3 separate regions of the Hordeum vulgare genome follow, and all the other regions are linked to region 2. Evidence: chromatin contacts called from public Hi-C data. All regions are on one chromosome and are shown on one strand. Each heading gives the region's core, a stretch centred on a gene start, on an enhancer-like site or on the middle of the called end of the contact. The rest is flanking DNA. Distances are from core to core; before and after follow the strand shown. Region 1 has its middle 160 kb from the start of LOC123434242. Region 2 holds the start of LOC123434226. Region 3 overlaps LOC123434184 (kinesin-like protein KIN-7K, chloroplastic).

Region 1 (3,425 bases), core at 623-3,122, 500 kb before region 2:
GCCCCACCCCTCCTGGCCTGCCTCTTCTCGCTCTCACCCGTCTCCCATGCGGATGACAATGCCGATGGCGGTGTCATCATCAGGGTGGTGAAGATGGTCGACCGGACTATGATTGAGTCTGGCTTCTTCCCATTCGTCTGGCGCTGGTTGTGGCGTTGGCGCGAATCCTGGGGCTTTTGTGCGTTGCGGATCCAGGAGACTAGAGGCCATAGCGGTGGATCTCGTGTTCCAAAGCTTCGCCGGATGTGGCGATGGCGGCCGGAGCGACGAAGGGGTTGGGACTATAGGCCCTGTTTTTAGGTTATGATTGGTGGTGATTCATCTACCTTCTCGGCTTTGGCATGCTCGAGCCATGGTGAAGGTATGAAGCTGTCTTTTCCGTGGGGATTGTCCCACCCGATATTCGGGGATCCAATCTCGGTTCCCCTCCAATGGGGTGGGAGGAACCTATATGCTTCCTCAAAAGCCATTAATGGCGATGTGGGAAGATGGCTCTTTTCTTGTAGATGAGTATAGTGTCGCTAAGTGGACCCCCGGCGTAAGGCTCATTCTTTTTTTGTTTGTTTAAACCTCTCTTGACGCATATATATTGGACAACACTACCCCTAGCCGATCTCATGTTCCTTAGCTGTAGGATCTCCTCTTATTTTATTCTATTACTTCTTCTACCTCCCGTTGCCCTGTGTCGCCGTAAAAACATTCGCGGGTGTCGCGCGCTGCAGTCTCGCTCCCCTACAGTCCTCCTCCTCCCTCGCCACCCTGCCTCCGTTCATCCGCACCGCCCATCGCCCCCTCGCTGGTCATCCTTACCAGCTGCAAAAAGAGCTATTTGCAGCTCCATGTAGTCGCCTTTTCCAACATTGATAGCCGCCCCTAGCCGCGCTCTAGCAACCAACCACGTTCTAGCAACCGCCTACGAGCTTGCAACACTTGACACCGACGGTCACTGCTCACCGGCCCGATGGTCGTAGTTCATAGCTCTGATCAGTCACCGGTTACAGCACCTCACCTCCGCCCGTCGTAGCATTTGCTTGCCGGTTGTAGCAGCAACAAAAATACGAGGGTCGTGCGATGTAGCAAAACACGGCATTGGTTGTAGCCGGACGGGGCATCGGTTGTAGCAATTCATGACACTCGTTGTAGCATGTAAGCAAAAAAGTACGTTGGTTCTTGAGATGTAGCAAAACTCGACGTCGGTTGTAGCTAAGTGGTGTGTCCGTTATAACATAATATGGTACCGATTGTAGCATGTAACATAAAACGTGACGTATGCAGCGTTGCTCGTAACAGTGTCGATGTCCTCGCAGCTCACGGTCATCATGCTCGCCGTCCATGATGGCAGCTCTCCTGGACACCGCTTGCAGCAGACCACGACGCGGTTCCAGCTTACGCCTAGGCCGGTTGCAACACGTCTCACTGTGGGTGCATCTTCTCCGGTGATAGATCGCCGCTCGTAGTTCATGCTCGTCGGAGCGTGCAGCACGACCCGAAGGGCAACGGGGTGTAGGGTCGCATGGCCAGGACGTCGCCCCAGGCGAGCGATTGTCCGTCGTGGCTGGTTGCGGCACGCAGTCCTAGCCCGTCCTGACTCGAGACCGATGACCTTACCTTCGAGCAACAGATGACTGATGTGTGGTGGGTGCCCATTGTTGGTGAATGCTTGGGAGGAAAGCTTAGATGAAGAAGGAAGAAAAGCAAAATGAACGGTTGGAAAAAAAACTACAAGAGGATAAGAAATGGAAGGTGTGAAACGTTTTCCATAAATATTCTACTTCAATTAAGTTTATATTACTATATAAAATGCACCGAGCATCCACTGGTACGAGTAGGACATAGCTCGGCGTCCAGGAGCAGGTCCACCGTGCAAGTGACGTCGCGGGTGCGGCAGCCACACGTCTTGGTCCTCAGTTCGTCACTGCCTGCACACGTGACAAAGATGGATGGCGACGGCGATCAATCGATCGATCTTTGGGGCCCGGGCCGTGAGGACAGGAGAGTGGTATCGCCACCCGAACGCCGTCACATCCGTACCGGTGGCCAAGCCGTTCTTCCTTATCGATATCACCTGCACCGAACCACTAGCACGTTGGCCCTCTTGATTAACAATCTTTATCTAATACTCCTGCCGTTCTACAATAAGTGGTCAGTGTACTAGTACTTGTTTGTTTGTGTTCTGTTTACTACAAAAACAAATACGAGCACAACTTTTGACTGCAAATGATGCCACACCGAGTTGGTGGCTGATCGCAACTGAGCACGCGCTTGGTTGAAAGATTCATGTTTTAGGACTAGCAGGCAGGAAGCAAGCCAATATTTCCAATAAGAATATCTTCGTTTTGGCACTATGTGGATCACGGAAAATCATTGAATTTTAAAAGATTCCAATCTTTTGATGTATATTTTCTGACGGGTGCGACGGACGGATCAACCAGATGATTTCCTATAGAAATCATCCGTGTAGCCAGCCGTTCGATGTGCGCTAGTGGACGTTCGATCTAGGGTAGCACCACGAGCCTCCGGTTGCTATCCATGGGAACATCGAGCGCATGACACCCCCCGACGAAACTTCATTGCAATCCCCACGACAAGACAAAGCTGGTGCGCAGAATGGACGACGCCGACGAAGCTCCAATGCAGCACCGGTGGAGCTCCATTGCAGCGTACAACCCCGACGACGCTCCATTCCAGCCCCCGATGACACTTCATTGCAGACTCGTTGAAGCACCGACGACTCCAGCAACGCGGCAAAGTTTCAATGGAGCACAACGGCATCCCTATGAAGCTCCAACGATGCACCAATGAAGGTTGCGTGGCGGTGCCAGCGACCACCGAAGCAAGCTGCGTCTCGCGCCAATAGCTTGCAGTCGTTGAGGGGACACTACATCTATGTTGCATCACAACACTGGCAACCAATGCGAAGAGCTGCATCGCAGCGCCGGGCAGCTTGTAGCCGCTTAGGGGTGTCACATCAAGGCACCGACAGACGCTGAAGAGCGCTATATCGCAGCTCCTCTTGTAGGAGTAGAGAAATGACCCGAGGATGTTGGGAGGGCAGGCGATAAGGGAGAGGTGCTCTCAGGGAAGGCCCTGAGCTCGTCGGAGGAGTGTGTGAGAGAGGATGCAGTCAACGGTGATTTGGAGAAGAAGAAACCCGAGACGAGAGGATAAGGTAGGTGCGGTGGTGGGGATAAGAATGAGGGGAAGGGAGAGCGCACGGGCAGGCAAGTCATGTGTCAAACGCTCGACGCGGCTTACAAGAAAGACATTTCAATCGGTTGATTTTTAATAATTTCCATATTTTTTCTATAGGTGTCCTTTGGCTCAAGAATTGTTCATACTCAAAAGCCCAACGAAACGTGGAAGCGTGAACAAGTCATAGTTGTTTATTATTGCGATAATTGTACTTTTAATCAAGAAGTTGTTTT
Region 2 (3,475 bases), core at 511-3,010:
GCCATGGCTTCTCCTCCAATATTTCATAAGACCTAATCATGCATGAGGACAGAGAGGTTGACTATGCCGATCTCATTTAGCGCAGCGGGGCTCCTAATAAGGTGAAAATCTTCGGATGGGTCCTATTTTGCGGCTGTCTAAACACCAAGGAAAACACGTTCTGCGAAAATATCTCCCCCAACAGCTACTGCCCGCGGTGTGGCCACTACTCCAAAGACTCAGCTCACCTCTTCATCGACAGTCCGAAATCCATGCAGATTTGGGAACAACTGGGAATCGCTCCAGGATCTTCAAACCAGGACCTCTGGAATGCCCGGGCACCCCAACAATTAGATGGCTCATCCGACCAGAGGTGCTCCTCTCCATTCTATGAAAGATTTGGGACTCAAGGAATGCATAGGAACATAGATGGTCCTAGCTGACTTTCTTTTATGGACTCATTGGTTCTAGCTGATATTACCCTGGACATCTAGCTGCTGTCGTAGGTGTGCTATCTACAAGGACTGTATTGATCTCCTTAGTGATTTTGGGAAAGTCATCTTTGAGCATTATCCACGAGGAGCCAATGTAGTGGCTGGAGAATCCCCCTAGTTTTACTGTGCCTTTCCTCATGGATAATGTAACTATGGTTTATGAACTGAGCTAAGGACATCGGTTGTTATGCACCTAATAACGAACGAAACCCTATTGTGAGTCTATGACATTAATCCACACTTCCGGGCGAATACATTAGTAGCATGGTAGTTGCTATACTGAAATCATACGCAATTTTCTACTTCCTCCGTTCCTAAATATAAGTGTTTTAAGAGGTTTCACTTCCTCCGTTCCTAAATATAAGTGTTTTAAGAGGTTTCACTAAGGGAACTACATACGGATGTATATAGACATACTTTAGAGTATAGATTCACTCATTTTGTTTCGTATTTAGCCCTCTAGTGAAATCTTTAAAAAGACTTACATATACTCCCTCCGTCCGGAAATACTTGCCCTAGAGATGAATGTATCTAGACTTATTTTAGTTATAGATACATCCATTATATCCATTTCTAGGACAAGTATTTCCGGACGGAGGGAGTAGTAACGGAGGGAGTAGCAGGCAACATTATCGTAAAGGAGAGAAGGGAGGCACCTTGAGGAGCTCGTTGGACTCAAGGTTGTCCGTGAAGGCGGTGACGAGGTTGGGCGTCACGCCGCCCTTCCCAACCTGCTGCGACTTGAGCTTCTTGCCGAGGCCGTGCGCGTACGAGGCGAGCTCCTTCCGCTCCTTCACGTCGAGCTTCGGCCGCGGCAGCCGCGGGAGCACGAAGGAGGGGGGCGCCTCCTCCTCCTGCTGCTCCTCCGTCGCTTCGAACTCTTCTTCGTCCGCCGCGGCCACCGCCTCGGACACGGCCGCTACGGCGAGGCCGTGGCCGGTGAGGAGGGAGCAGAGAGGGCGGTGGGGGGCGGAGAGGCGGAGGCGAGCGGACGGGACGGGAGGGGCAGGGAGGGACCGGAGGTGGGAGGAGAGGCGGGCGAGAGGGAGGCGGAGGAGGGCGACCGCCGCCGCCACGCTCGTCATGGTGTTCGACGGAATGCCGAGGAGGCGACGGACTCGGGAGGGGATAAGCAGGGGGTACTGCAGAGGCAGAGCGAGCGAGGTAGGAGATAAGCAACTCATCAGAACTCAAGGCTCGGGCCCCATCTGTCAGCGTCTGATCAAAGTTCTATGCCATTCAAACGAGAACACCACGCACATTTCCCGCTGGGTTGCCATACAAACACTACGATATGAGAAACACAAGAAGCTTCTAGCAAATTTAGTACTCCCTCCATCCAAAAATACTTGTGGAGGGAATGGATAATAATGAATGTATCTAGATGTATTTTATTTCTAAATATATCCATTATTATGACAAGTAAATCCAAACGGAGGAAGTACGTAACTGTTCAATTCCCGTTGAGAATTGGATTCGAAAAGGAATCTCCAGATCGAGAAGGGTATGGAATTTCTGATTTGTTTATAAGAAAAGCCTTTGGTGCTTTCAAACATTGATGGATTCCTCCCCTTGACATATATATATACTTTGGGTTCCCGCAAAAAAGAATTCTGGAAAAAATGGTCAAGTCAGTGTCATATTTGGGGGGAGGATGCAGATAACAACAGTGCACACGGCTAGCCATGAGGCACCAACAAGCCATCCATCAGGCACATGTCTTCTTGACAAAAAGAACATATATAGAACAAAAGGAATTTCCACGAGCTCTTCACTGATCAACGTCTTTGGAGGCGAAAGAACATTATAATGCACATTGTACAACGCCAAGGACATGTATGGCTCAATGAACTTCTAGAAGACCTGGGCGACTTTGCTCGCCAGTACACGGTCCCGCTTTTCGATGAACTCGGAAGGGAACCAACCAGCTTTCCCCCTGCACTCACCTTCAGCCCATCCATTGTTTGACACCTGATTAAGCAAGTTATAAGCCCAAGGACCGCAACAAGGAGAAGACACTAACAAGATTCAGCAAGTGATAAGCATTCGAGCTGCAGACAGCAGAGTTGCTGCTACCAGCAAAGAGCCTAGTAGCAGAGTGTTGCACATGGGAACATGTTGTACAAGACAAGTACCTTCCGGACCACTATGTAGTCACCGGTTGCCAGGTTGAGCTCAGTTTCAGTCTCAGCTCGGTATGACTGGATCGCCTGACGAAAAGATGGACATGTATAGCGATTAAGAAGAAAGTCCCAACAGACATAACAATAATAGGCTAGTTCATTATGATGAAAGTAATAATTGGTTACCTCAGCCAGGAAGTGCTCCACTGTCTCCACCAATTCGGCAACTGTTGGAGTCCTCATGAATATACCGTTAACTTCTTCATATGAAGGTGGCGGTGGCATAGAGTTCTCAATGACTGGAGGAGGTGCTCCTTCAATTCTTTGGCGCTCAGCTACCATCTGCAAAATAAATAGTTCAGAATCATGATAACAAAACAAATATCTTTCTCGGCAATGTGCAAGTTTGTTTGCTGTGTAAGTGTGATTAGTACCTCTCTTTCAAGTTGATCTAGAATCTGTAGGACCCTTTGGTGGTAACTTCTCTCAGATTCAACCTTCATTCAAGTAAGCAAGTGTCATTCGAAGCAATAGTAGAGATTAAGGCAAAGAAGGAAATGATCAAGCGACCCAACTAAACAAAGATTAAATATACCATCGCGATAAGTCGTTGTAATGTCAGCCTTTGTTGTTGGGCTTCAACAGCAGTCATTGCTGCAACAGCTTCTTTGCCTAGAGTCCCCATATTTGATTTTAACTCTTGCAGCTTCGACTCAGCAGCCTCTAACCTTGAAATCATATCACCATTTCCAGATGTCTCTCTTAATTTCATCTGGCGCTTTGAAACTTCAATAGCCTGCAGAACGCATGGATATCTCGCTAAGTGCCTTGTAGCAACAAGAAAAAGAATGTGGCATAACATGACAGAGTGATGTTCAA
Region 3 (3,322 bases), core at 626-3,125, 290 kb after region 2:
TTTTTAGAAGAACAAATAATTTTTGAGAATCCTGAACAACAAAACAATAAAACACAACGATTTAGAAAAAATTGGAAATTGGAAAGTGTTTAAAAAAATGAACGTATTTTAAAATGAAGCAAATATATTTTGAACTTCTCAATACTTATTTAAAATTACGAACAAAATTTGAAAACAGGAAATATTTTTAATTCTCTAAAGATTTATTCAAGCATTAAAAAGGAAAGAAAACAGAAAAAAGAGACAAAGAAAATAAAAAACGGAAAAGGAAAGAAAAACGAAAAAGAAAAAGAATGAAAAAGTACAAAGAAACAGAAAAAGACATAAAACCGGTTCAGGATCTTCTCCTTAATTTCTAGAAGCTTCCAAAACCGGACGGTACTGTAACACGTAAATTACTGATTGGATTCTCCCAAAGGACATTCGGTAAAATCATATTTCACACATTTTGCATTAAAATGTAAAGGAATCGTACAAGCGTGAGGAATAGCGAGGGATTTGGACTGGCCCAACTATACTGTACATTAAGCCTGAAGGGATTAGTTTTGGGAACCGAGGATTCCCAGTCAGTTTTTACTAGTTTTGGGAACTAGAGTTTGTGAACCGGTTTTTTAATTATTATTTATTTTTTTCGTTTTTCTTTTTCTATCCCTTTTCTTTTCCAATTCTTTCTGTTTCTTTTTTTATGTTTTCTTTTCTTTCTTTAATTTTCTTTCATTCTTCTTTTTCATCTTTACTTCTTTTTTCAACACATTTTCTGGAATTTATAAATATACATATTGTATAAATTTGTTCATTTCCCCAGATTTCGTTTCTGTTTTCAAAATTTCTTCTGAAATTCCAAACAAGTTTTTTTACCTTCAAATTTTGTTCACTTCTTTACAAAACATGTCTGAAAATTGAAAATATATATTAAAACATTCAAAAAAATGTTCCTGGATTTTAGAAAATGTTTCTGTTTTCGAAAATTGTTTGCAAATTGAACAATGTTCATGTTTCGAAATTTTGTTCCCGTATTAAAAAATGGTTCGGAAAATTTCATAAAATGTTTGCATATTGCTAAAATTCTTCATTTTTTTAGAAAAAGGTGTGCATTTTTATAAAAAGGTTCCTATTTTCAAAATTTGTTCACAAACTTAAAAAATGTTCCTTTTCATGAAATGGTTTGTGTTTGTGCAAACACAAGTTTGAAATGTTCCTGCTCCGAAAATTTTCAAGAAATGTTCCTGTTTCAAAAGATGTTCATGTTTTCATTTTTTTGAAGTTTCAAAAAATGTTCCAGTTTGAAGAAAATAAAAAAAATCATGTTTTCAAATTTTGCTCTTAAATTCAAAAACTAATCACCTTTTTAAAAATATTTTCTTCTATTCAAAAAATGGTTTGTGTTTTTGTAAAAAAAGTTTGAAATCCTTGTGCTCCAAAATTTCACATTTTTTATTAAAAAATCCCGTTTGAAAAGATGTTCACGTTTTCAATTTTTTTGAAGTTCCAAAAAAAGTTGCAATTCAAAAAATAGAAATTTTAATAAATGTTCATGTTCTTAAATTTTGTCGGTAGTTTAACAATGTTTGCATTTGCCCGGTTTTGTTTCGGAATTTCAGAAAAAAAAATCCAGTGTCAAAAAAAGTGTTCGTGATTTTGAAAAACTTTCGTGCTTTTCTGAAATATTCCAGAAAACACAAATTGTTCACAGTTTTATAAAAAGAATTGGATTTTACATTTCTATTGCAGTGTCGAGTTGTTACGTTAGCGGCACGCTACAGTACTCGCTTCAGTGCAACTCTTTACCCTCCCGCTCGCTATACTGCGCTACTAATGGGCGGTCTAGTCGGGGCACTCCCTGTGCGAAGTAGTGGCTAGTTGCCGCAACAAGCGGCATATAGGACGTCCCAGGCATTCGGGCCAAGGAGCTGTACAAGGAATACGATGGGCGTTCAGGCCAGGGAGCTTTCCATGCCGAACAAACTTGTTCGGTCGATTCTCACCCAGCCCGCACGTCTGGTGATTATCAGCATCCTATTATATTTTTCAACTACACTACCGACTGTCTAGAAACAATACTGCAAGATTTCGACGTCTCAAAACTGCCCAAGGGCAATTTAGAAAACAAACTGCCCAAGGGCTCGTTCGGAACAAACATATAAACAACAGGAAAATAATTAGCTGCATCAGTTTCAGGATCTCATGTTCATCCTTTACTTCTGAAAGAGAAGAAAAAAAAAGTATTGCCACATCAATTTGCTTTACTTCTGAGGACAATGTTGAGTCACATATCTATACACATTTGTTGAGAAGTCGCTGAACTTCTCAATACAACAAGGAGCCAAGGTAAAGCTATATAGGGAAATCAAACGAATGGCAATACAACATAGAAGGAACATAAAAGTAACCTTCTTTGCTACAGAGAAAAAGGAACATATACGGTTGGTGATTTTACAGGGAGAGATTGGGTGCGTCAAAAGTTTCCTGGCAAGAATTTTCATCAGAAAAATTCAAACGTTAGAAATTAGGATAGTATCAAAGATACAAACAGGTAAATGGCGAAGTATTTGGTACCTTAGGCTAACAAGTGATCTACGTGAAGGTAATTATCCTGTCTACGATTCGTGTGCGGCACAGAGGGCATTCCGAACAGGCAAGTGCGCAAGGCTTGCACACTGAAGAAAAGGCATAACGTTATTAGTAAACATAAATGATAAGGGTTTTTAGCACATGAACGCAATACCCTAACATGACTTACAGCAAAAATGCCGACAAGGAAGCAAAACTGCAGCAGTTGCGGATTCAAAACATACTTTGCAGACATGGGAATTGACATCTTTATCACTCAGGGGATCAGTTTCCTTCTCCTTCATCTCCTGAATTTTAGCCTGCGTGCAGCAAAATATCAGTAATCCAGTAGCTGTTTGTGATGTAATGTTATTTTAAACCCAACATAAGCTCTGCCTCTTCGTTAAATGGAGAAAATAATTGGCCAGTTAATATGAGAAATGTCCTAAAACTGGAACAACACACTCATCCCACCTAGCTAAACTAGGCCCAGAGCCCACTAAAGCCGCCAATGTGGCCTTCTATATTTGAATGAAAGCAATAGTTTACTTATGAAATGTAAATAACTGTTATGTTCAAATCGATCACCTAGTTGAAGTTGCCTATGTAAGTACACTTAGATTACCATTGCAGGGCACACCTCAAAGGTTCATAGAGGGATCAACAGCTTAGCACTTGAGGGCCTTAGTTACTAACCACTTCCTCTGATTTCATAATAATAGCAGTTAATTTCTTACTCAAACTTTTTCGGGTTTGACCTTTAGCATAGAAA

The links. Hi-C and Micro-C count contacts between places; a contact is called where the count stands out from the background.
Region 1: a Hi-C map of leaf shows a contact between it and region 2, with 2.6 times the contacts expected there. The contact joins the enhancer-like site here to the promoter of LOC123434226 in region 2. A contact is called at or near these places in 3 of 6 Hi-C or Micro-C datasets (leaf and seedling).
Region 3: a Hi-C map of seedling shows a contact between it and region 2, with 4 times the contacts expected there. The contact joins the enhancer-like site here to the promoter of LOC123434226 in region 2. A contact is called at or near these places in 3 of 6 Hi-C or Micro-C datasets (leaf and seedling).

The regions. Positions count from the first base shown.
Region 1 is chr1H:330,885,913-330,889,337 of MorexV3_pseudomolecules_assembly, reverse strand. No RefSeq gene overlaps it. Among protein-coding and RNA genes, the nearest start is that of LOC123434242, 160 kb to the right of the region's middle. Within about 2 kb of position 1,872, at least 3 of the 3 cell types and tissues checked have open chromatin away from gene starts, as enhancers often do. A contact at or near this core is called in leaf and seedling, where this site is marked.
Region 2 is chr1H:330,390,687-330,394,161 of MorexV3_pseudomolecules_assembly, reverse strand. LOC123434226 reads right to left here and starts at 1,760. Exons shown (of 2, transcript XM_045115500.1): 1 at 1,130-1,760. The coding sequence starts at 1,657. It overlaps LOC123434210 (SH3 domain-containing protein 2-like), which reads right to left. Exons shown (of 10, transcript XM_045115499.1): 6 at 3,192-3,392; 7 at 3,031-3,093; 8 at 2,783-2,938; 9 at 2,609-2,683; 10 at 2,020-2,444. The coding sequence ends at 2,328.
Region 3 is chr1H:330,103,739-330,107,060 of MorexV3_pseudomolecules_assembly, reverse strand. LOC123434184 (kinesin-like protein KIN-7K, chloroplastic) reads right to left here. Exons shown (of 25, transcript XM_045115498.1): 23 at 2,796-2,870; 24 at 2,557-2,657; 25 at 2,226-2,466. The coding sequence ends at 2,598. Among protein-coding and RNA genes, the nearest start is that of LOC123434184, 23 kb to the right of the region's middle. Within about 2 kb of position 1,875, at least 3 of the 3 cell types and tissues checked have open chromatin away from gene starts, as enhancers often do. A contact at or near this core is called in leaf and seedling, where this site is marked.